2 separate regions of the Athene noctua genome follow, and region 1 is linked to region 2. The links are chromatin contacts, called in public Hi-C maps. All regions are on one chromosome and are shown on one strand. The core of a region is the stretch at or near the end of the contact, and the rest is flanking DNA. Distances in the headings are between cores, read along the strand shown.

Region 1 (4,423 bases), core at 1,841-4,340, 170 kb before region 2:
AAAGAGGACTTAGAACAAGTATCTGGTATACAAACTTTGAAAAGTCACAACACTCAACAAATCACTGACAGCATGTTAAATGTTCTTCCAATAGAGGAATAAAGGAACTAACTTCTTCATGGTTACGGAAAAGAAAAAAAAAGATACGTATGTAACTAGTTTGTAAAGTGTTAGCTTCTACTTAAAAATACAATTTAAAACTCGAAGTCAGCCTTACCCATTAGCGTTGCTAGAAGACAGAGAGAATACATCTCCTTATCGACTTGCTCTTGCAGTTCCTTTGATGAGATTTTACTAGTCACAGCAACGTCTTCGTGCTTCACGGCATGGGCCGAGTGTGCTGAAGCAGACTGCCTGCCTTCCTCCTTACCTTTCAGGATTTCTATTGCAATTCTGTCACCATGCTGCAAGGGAACGGGCTCGTTTTCCATGCCTTCTTTGGGAGGCAGAAGCTCTTTAGGAGGAAAGCCATAGCGAATACATTGCAAATATGGGGGAATATTAAATTCTCTCGCTATGCTTTCCTGTAGTTCCAAGAAGGTGGTAGTGCACTTCAGGGTAAGCATTGACTGCCTCCCATCATTTGTGGTTATTCGAATCTTCTTTTCTTTTGTAGATGTTGGAGAATACGGGGTCTTTGTTGGTGTAGCAGGTGCAGATGATGGCCCCTCACGAACAGCACTGGGAGAAGCAGTCCTAGGCTGCCCTTTATGCTCTTGTTTCAATTTTTCACTTTTCCGTTTTTGCATTACAGAAGCCTGGTCTGCAATGTTCTGCTGAATAGTTCTTTCAGCTTTGCTCATATTCAGCTCCTCCTTGTGCAAAGTTTTTGTCTTCTGTCCAGTCAAAATAATTTTGGTTGGAAGTTGCGACTCTAACTCTTGTCCTTGCTGTACATCATCAGCTCTTTGGGCGTGAGCACCGTCAATATTTACAGGGGTATAATCATCAGGGTTCTTTTTGGCAGTCTGATGCAGTATCGTGTTGACAACTTTCTGAACAAGAATCTCACTACCAAATTCACCAGGGAAGTGCTTGGTAACAAGTTTCATGGCGACGTCGTACACATTGCTGTTCAGAGATGTGTCACTTTCATACTGGAACCAGTAGACTGTCTCTCTCACTACTCTTCCACCCCACTCTAGAGTAATAGGAAAAGCTTCAGGGAGATTGTCGTATTCTTTACCTTCCCAGTAGTGCTTGAACCCACAGCCACATTTGCCACCTGTGGACCTAGTATTAGTTCTGTCTCCATCCAAATACAAAACAGATCCATCTTCTCTGACGCGACGCACTAAGTTACCATGACACCAGTTACAAGCAGTCAAACTACTCAGGCTGTAGTCTGGTACCAGCACATCCTTTGCAGGGTTGTAAGAACACACCAAACTGTTCAGGGGAAAACTGTAATTTTTGTCAGGCCTTAATTGGCCGTGGGTACTTTTTGCCAGGTTATATAGTTTCCCCCCAGGAGCCAGCCACTCTGGAGGAACGTGATGCTCTGAAAGGGCCCCACAGATGAGGCACCTGTGAAGGCGGTTGTCCATCACTGCTTTTTTGGCAGCTGCAGTGACTTCTTCAGGTTGGACTCCTATTACACCAGTCCTTCTGTAGAAATACTGATGTACATCAGCTACGAGACTGGGATGGATACCATGTTTACTCATGAAAACCTCCTCCATTGCAGCAACGAGCCTCATCAAGTACTTATCCTGCAAACTTCTGTCTCCTCCAATGACACAACCACCATCCTCCTCTAACTTGATGTACTTTTTGATGAGGTCTTGAGGAACTCCCCAGGCTTTAGGAAGGAGCTTCCTAGGCAGTTTAGGTAAAGCAGCACCTTTTATTCCAACCAGAGGAATATAATGGTTACGTCCTGAGCTACTCCATGCAATGCAGATTGGCTTGTTCAACATGCCATCTTTTCCCATGCATTTTTCAAGGGGTATCAGACCAGGGAGGAATGTCGCTGAATAATCTCCAGAGCTTCGCATCCCACTTAAGGAGTCTAACAGGATGATAGGCCGGTGAAGCACATTGGCCAGACCAAAGATGTGAATATTCCTAAGGCCCATTGGCACGCCTTCTGGAGGAACAAACAAAGGGTCACATTCGTTGATAATGTCCTCCCACTCCGCTGCATCAATAAAGTCATGGAAAAGCGCTTTGTAGTGACTCAGATTCTCCTCAAAATGCTTCTTTAGATTCTCTCGCAAAGCATGCCAGAACAGTTCCCTGCCAACAAGCGCCCGCGAGACTGCGTGGACGAGGCAGTGGCCATCTCCATCCACATGGACAGGAATGAGGCACTCCTGACTGTTGTTGGCCTTCTTGATGTCTTCCAGGGTGTCATGCAGGTAGATGAGGCTGCCAGAGCGGTCCTTCCCATAACCGATGGTTTCGACGTGCTCCGGCTCAATGAGGAAGGCGCGGTCACCCAAGAGGGAGCAGTCAAAGATGTCTCCCTGGTTCATCTCCGTGAGGAGCTTGGCTTTGCCGGTCTGCTTATCCATACCATAGCGGGCCAGGATGGGGGCGAGGAGCTTGCAGTGGTAGTTGGAGAGGCCCATGACTTTGACGAGCTCGGTGTTCCTGCGGGGCGGGCCGGCCCCGCTGACGCCCAGCAGTGCGTTTCGCAGCAGGTTGTGCAGCACCAGGTCGGGGTCGGTCACCTCCTCCACGGCCAGCAGCTGCCGCTGCTCGTGGCGCTGCCCGCAGTCCGTGCACTCGATGCTGCCGCTGCTCTGCGGCCCGTGGGCCGGGAAGAAGAGCCGCGCCTGGCATTTGGGGTCGGGGCAGGTGCCCGAGAAGATGCGCCGGTCCCGCTTCTTGGAGGCGGCCGGAGGCGGCGGCTGCGGCTGCTGCTGAGGAGACGGCGGCGGCGGCGGCGGCGGCTGCTGCTGCTGCTGGGGCTGGGACATGGCTCTGCTCTGGCCGGGCTTCACCCCCACTCGCGCTCCTCCGCCCTCACAGGCTCATCCCCTGCGCCCCGGCTGAAGACCGGCGCCTGACAGATGCCACCGCCTGACAGATGCCGGCGCCGTCCGCCAGCCGCCCATCCACCGAGCGTCCTCCCGCCGCCGCCGCCGCCGCTCCTCGCCCCCACCCCCGCCCGGCTGCCGGCCCGCCTGCCCGGCCCCCCCCCCAGCACCCGGCAAACGCGGAAGCCGCCGGCGCCGGCGCCGCCGCTTACAGCCTCTTCGCTGCCTCAGCCGTTGCCCGCAACGCAACGGCCTCTCGCACTTCCACGCCGGCGGCGCAGGCGCGGCGCCGCGGGGGCGCTCGGGACTCGTAGTCTCGGCCGCCGCCACGGCCCGGCGCGAGGAAGGGAGCGGGGAGGGCGCGGAGACTACCGGGCCCGTGAGGGCAGGCGGCGGGGGGCGGGCGGGGGCGGGCCGGCCGCGCCGCCCTCCTGGGAGCTGTAGGCCGCTGCCGGGCGGGCCGCGGGGAGGGCACCCGGCGGGGGCTTGTTGCGCTTCCTGCGGCCGGGGGTGGGGCCGGGCGCTGCCTTCGGGTGAGACCCCGCAGACAGATTCATACTGCGCCCCCCCCGCAGGAGCGCGGCTCCCTCCCGTGTCACCTGTCCCGCCGGGCAGGCAGCCGGGGGAGGCGGCAGCTCGCGCTGCCTGAAGCCGAGGGGCTGGGTGGCGCCGCCCGGCCTCGGCCCCCGGCTCCTCACGGCGCTGCCGGGCCGAGCTCCAACAAGTTGCCGCCGCCAAAGGGCCGACGGAACGGGGCCCGGCAGGTGGCCGGGGCCCGACATGGCGGCCGGGCTCCGGCCTGCGCCCCCCCGCCGCTGCTGCGAACGGGGGGCGGGTCTGCGTGCCTGGGGGTGAGCCCCGGGATGAGCCCCGAGGGCGCCCTGGGCCTGGCGGGTGCCCCTCCGCGGCAGCGCTGCCCCGCGGACGCGGGCGGGCGGGCTCTGGCCCCCAGCGCCTGCTCGCGCCAGCCGCCGCAACCAGGCCTCGCCAACGCGGGGCTGCGGCCGCGGCAGCGCCGTGCCTGCTCGCTGACCTCCCCGGGATTTCTGGAGCTCGATAAACCCTCGGTGGGGTTTCATTTCCCGAGCAGCTGCGTCAGGCTGCTGCTCCGGGAGGTGAGCTATCTAAACGGAGGTGTTCCCCAGCTGCCAGCTGCCGATAGCGACGACACAAGACATGAGGAGACACGAGAGCGACTTGTTAACGCAAGTGATCCCTCCTGTTGGTGCTACATAAGGAGATAATGAGGGAATGGAGCTGGTGCTTACGTTATCTCCAGTGGCCGTCTGAAATGATACTTCACAAAAATGAAAGAGAATCATGTTCACAACTTCCAACCTAATTACAGTGGGCTGGCAGCGTATTAATGCCCAGAGCTCAAGGATGGTTACTGTCAGCACGCAGGTTTTTTAAGTTCTCTGGAAGCACTTCCAGATAGA
Region 2 (4,198 bases), core at 106-2,605:
ACAGACATCTGAGTCAGTTCGTCTAAATTTCTAAATTATAAATATGAATTATAAAGTTGCACTGAAAGTTATTTATTGGCATTTTCTTCACAAATGTCTTTGTTTTTATAGAAAACAGCAGCATGGCTATGCAGCAAGACTTCAGAAAGCAAAAATGTAAAAATAAATGTTATGTTCTTGATTTACAACTAGTAAGTACCTCAGATATATATATCTGCTATTTTGCTTACTGTTTTTAGAAACATGTATTATACCAGTTATTGTAGAAACACACTTGTGTCTGGCCGCAAACCACCAGCTGCAGCCAGAAAAACACCTCCTGAGCAATAAAAATCACTTATGATGGAAAGGAGAATCCAGTACTTGATGACCTACCGTAAGACATGGAAGTATGTATGTGAAAATGTTAAAAGGGGTTGCTGCTGACACAGTTCTCTTAGCCACCATGCCTGTGAACAAACAGGGCAGCCACTTTATCTCTGTGGGAGGGGTGGAGGCGGGGAAGCCTGCACACCCCAGAACACGTTCCTGCACGACGAACTGAGAAGATCCGCAGCCACACCGTGGAGGGAGAGAAACACCCCCTGCCCCTTCTCCGTACCTGCTTTGCGTTTTCAATGTACGCTGCCATGTACTCGTAGGCGGCCGCCTGAGCGTTGACGCGAGTCTCGGTGCCCTCCACGGGCAGGGCGAAGCTGTCCATGATGATCATGGTTTCCCCGTCCACCTTGCCCAGCATGAGCCCCATCACCTCCAGGTTGCCCCCTGACCTGGCGTGCATCACCATCTTCAGGAGCGCCAGCGCCGAGATCTTGCAGTATTTGAAGTAATGGTGGCTACGACGAGAGAGGCCGCGGAAAGCATCAGGGCCGGCCCCGCCGCCCGGCCCGGCCCGCGCCCCAGGCCCGCACCGCCCGCCCCTCCCGGCCCGGTTCGCACTCACTCCTTGGTCCAGGGCTTGGCCGCCAGGATCTCCTGCTGCTGCTTGCGGTCGTACTTGTAGATCTCGTCGATGCTCTGCGCCTCCTGCATGTTGTTGGCCAACTCCCACGTCTTCTGCGCCATCCCGCTCCCGGAGGCGCCGCTCCCCGCCGCCGCCGCCATCGCCCGCCGCACCGGGCCGCCGGCGGAACCAACGCGAGGCGGCGGGGGGTGGCGGGGGGAGGTGGTACGGTCCGCGCAGGCCCGGGGATGCCGGCACTGCGCCCCCAGTGGGGGCGGCCGGCGCTGCGCCGCGCCGTACCGCGGCCGAGCCGAGGCGGCGGGTCACCGCGGAGCCGCCCGGCGCCCTCGGGTTAGAGCGTGCGGCGCCTTTCCGCGGTCACAGCGCGTCCGCCCTCCTCGCCGCAACCCGCCCGCCCGGCCGAGCGGTGTTTCACCGGGAGCGCCCCGCGAAGACCCCCGCTGAGGGGAGAGCGCCGCCGCCTCCCGCCCCGCCCCACTCCGCTCCGCTCCGCTCCGCTCCCTTTCACCGGTTAAAGCCGCGCCGGGGTGGCCCCGGGGTGCGCGGGTCGCGTTGCGCCGCCCTCCCGAGCAGCAGGGGGCGCTGTTCGGCGCCGCCCGCCGGTTTCCGGGGAGGCGGTAACGCGCGCGCGGGACGCGGAGAGAGCTGCGGCCGCCGGTGAGCTGGGCGGGAGGGACGGACGGGCGGACGGATAGACGGCGCCCCGGAGGCCTCCCCCCGCGGCCCGGTCCGCTGGCCCCGCCGCGCGGAGGCCGAGCGGCCATCCTGTTCACAGCCCGGGCCCTCCCGCTCTCCCCTGCGGCGGGCGGGACGGGGGCGGCTCGCAGGGGAACGGGACGGGCCCGGGAGGCGGCGCAGGGAGCGGGCCGGGGCCGGGGCGCGCCGGCCGGGGCCCGGGCTACGGTGCCGAGTGTCCCCGCGGGTGGGGGGGTTGGGGCAGCGGAGGCCCGCGAGACCTTCCGGTGGGAGCCGTTTGTTGTGCGGCCGTTGCCTGACAACGGCGCCGCGCTGCTTAAAGGCGCCGAGGCCGGAGTGCCGCCTCCCCGCCCGGCCCGCAGCCCTCGGCCGCCCGCCCGCCACCGCGCCCCACACCTGGCCCGAGGAGGGGTCGGTGCCTCCGCGGCTGCCTGGGAAATGCTGCCGAGGGGGGAGGTGGAGAGGTGGGGGTGCAGGCCGCGGCCGGGGCGCTTCCCTGGGCTGTAACGCTTGGAGAAATAAATCTGCTCTCCTGACGCTGAAGGTTTTCCGAAATGAATGTCTTTTTTGTTGTTTTTGGGCCGTAGTACGTGTTCCGGAAAAGCAGTATATCCTTATGGCGAGGGGAAGTAACTCGCACAACTTGTTGGTCTGTTGTTTTGGGGTTTAATTGCCTTCACAGTTATGAAAAAGTCGTGTTGTTCTAGTCAGAGTTTATTAATTGTGCACGTCGAGACCCTGGAATTTTTCGTGCTTTTTCAGACAAGAATTGAAACGAAGGTGAAAGGTGCAGGAGTCATGTTTCTGACCGCAAGAGTTTATTCTAAATGCCATTCACAGGGGTAGAGAAGCAGCCAGTGCTGACTGTTCTAGAGTTTATAAATGTAAATAGAGGTAAGACATACAGATTTTAGTCAGTGAGCTTCTGGAAAGGCATCTCACAGTGCAGTAACTTTTCCTTTGCTGACTATGCAGCACTGAATAGGTGATGAGATCACCTTTTATATTCTTTAGTATGACAAGTTGTTTCAGCCATTCAGAACAGTTTTTTCATTATTCTTATGTAACACACTAGGCTAAATAAAATGCATCAGTTTTTTAGGCTTCTTTTATACTTTATCAGTGTGTAAAACTAATGAGATTAAAGATTTAGGACAAATCAGATGGGGAAACTTATTTTTGGAATTGATTGTCCTGTATTACCACTAGGAGTTGTAAATAGGTTGTCCTAATTCTGCCTCCTTTGTAACAATATTATAGTTTTACATTATACATCAAAAAATGGCATTACTGTAAGAGAAAAAAATTAAAGGAATACATTTTAAAGAATACGTCAAGCATGAGGGATTTGAGGGTCATAATTTTCTTCTCGATTTCATGCTTCCTTTAGGTGTGGAATATAACATATATTTATATAATATTTTTTTTATCTGTGGGCTTGGTTTTGCAAAGCTTCTCCACTGGAGTTGGTGAAAATGCTGCGTGGAGATTAGGATGAGTAGGCTTGTATGCAGTCGCTCTTTTTCTTTTTGTCTGTCTTCTTTCTATGGTTACTTAGTATGCAGCTTTGCGGTATTTTTAGTTCTGATAAGACTGTCCTAACAAAGAACACTCAAAGCCTGAATGTGTGCCTTAACTTCTGTACAGTTCCATTGTCATTAATTTGATGGACTTTAATTATGAGATTTTCTAGGAGCAGTAATATACAATAAATAGCACAAATAAAATGCTAAAATTTCTGCTCTGAAGGGCTTTCAGTTATATATGCAAAATGAACAACTAACAGAAGAGAGGTAATCAGCTGTTCCTCAGTACATGTTTTCTTACAGATGAGTGGCTTGTCTGATTGCAAGTCAATGCTGCCTGATACCCACGATTTTACATTTATTGCAGAATTGTAGCTCTTCTATTGCCTCTGCTATTTTATTGGTACAGGAGGTAATGATCCGCTGTAGGCTTCAACTCCAGAAACGCTTTGCATCTATTTTGTGTTTTGTGGGGTGGTTTTTTTGTGATTTTTTTTTTTTTTTTTTGGTGTGATTTTTTGAATAAGCCTGATGAATTTTAAGACTTCTCATGGTAGTAAGTTAAAGCACAGATTTGGTCCTTATTTTAGAGTATATGTGTATTTTGCACTTTTTTTACTTTTTTGTCTAATGATTCTTTTATGCTGTTTATTTTTTTATATTGTCTAATTTTAATTTTATAATTCACTAACAATAAGCTTGTGCTAGTGTGTAGTAAAGGGCCATTGGTAGACGTGCAGTTAGAAAAAAAAAACCAAACTAGAAAAAAAGCTAGAAAAAAAGATTTGAGAAATATCATCAGCCTTATAATCTGGAATCTTTGAACCTTCTCTCTGGTGAAACATCAGGTAATATCCATGGATGGGTTTCCTGAGTCAGGTGTTTCAGTGACCCAGTAAACATCTTAAGGCTTGTAGTCCTGAAGGAGAAACTTGAATATTACTTAACTGATGCCTTAAGCAACTGTAATTGAGCTTTAAATTTTTGAGGTTCTGATATAGAGGCAATGCGC

The links. A called contact is a pair of places that touch in the nucleus more often than the background predicts.
Region 1: a Hi-C map of liver shows a contact between it and region 2, with 12 times the contacts expected there. The contact joins the promoter of VCPIP1 here to the promoter of COPS5 in region 2. A contact is called at or near these places in 2 of 2 Hi-C or Micro-C datasets (heart and liver).

What each region holds. Positions count from the first base shown.
Region 1 is chr2:38,559,015-38,563,437 of bAthNoc1.hap1.1, reverse strand. It overlaps VCPIP1 (valosin containing protein interacting protein 1), which reads right to left and starts at 3,090. Exons shown (of 3, transcript XM_074898878.1): 1 at 218-3,090. The coding sequence starts at 2,924.
Region 2 is chr2:38,391,591-38,395,788 of bAthNoc1.hap1.1, reverse strand. It overlaps COPS5 (COP9 signalosome subunit 5), which reads right to left and starts at 1,355. Exons shown (of 8, transcript XM_074898866.1): 1 at 944-1,355; 2 at 602-836. The coding sequence starts at 1,104. CSPP1 (centrosome and spindle pole associated protein 1) reads left to right here and starts at 2,214. Exons shown (of 32, transcript XM_074898864.1): 1 at 2,214-2,554. The coding sequence starts at 2,488.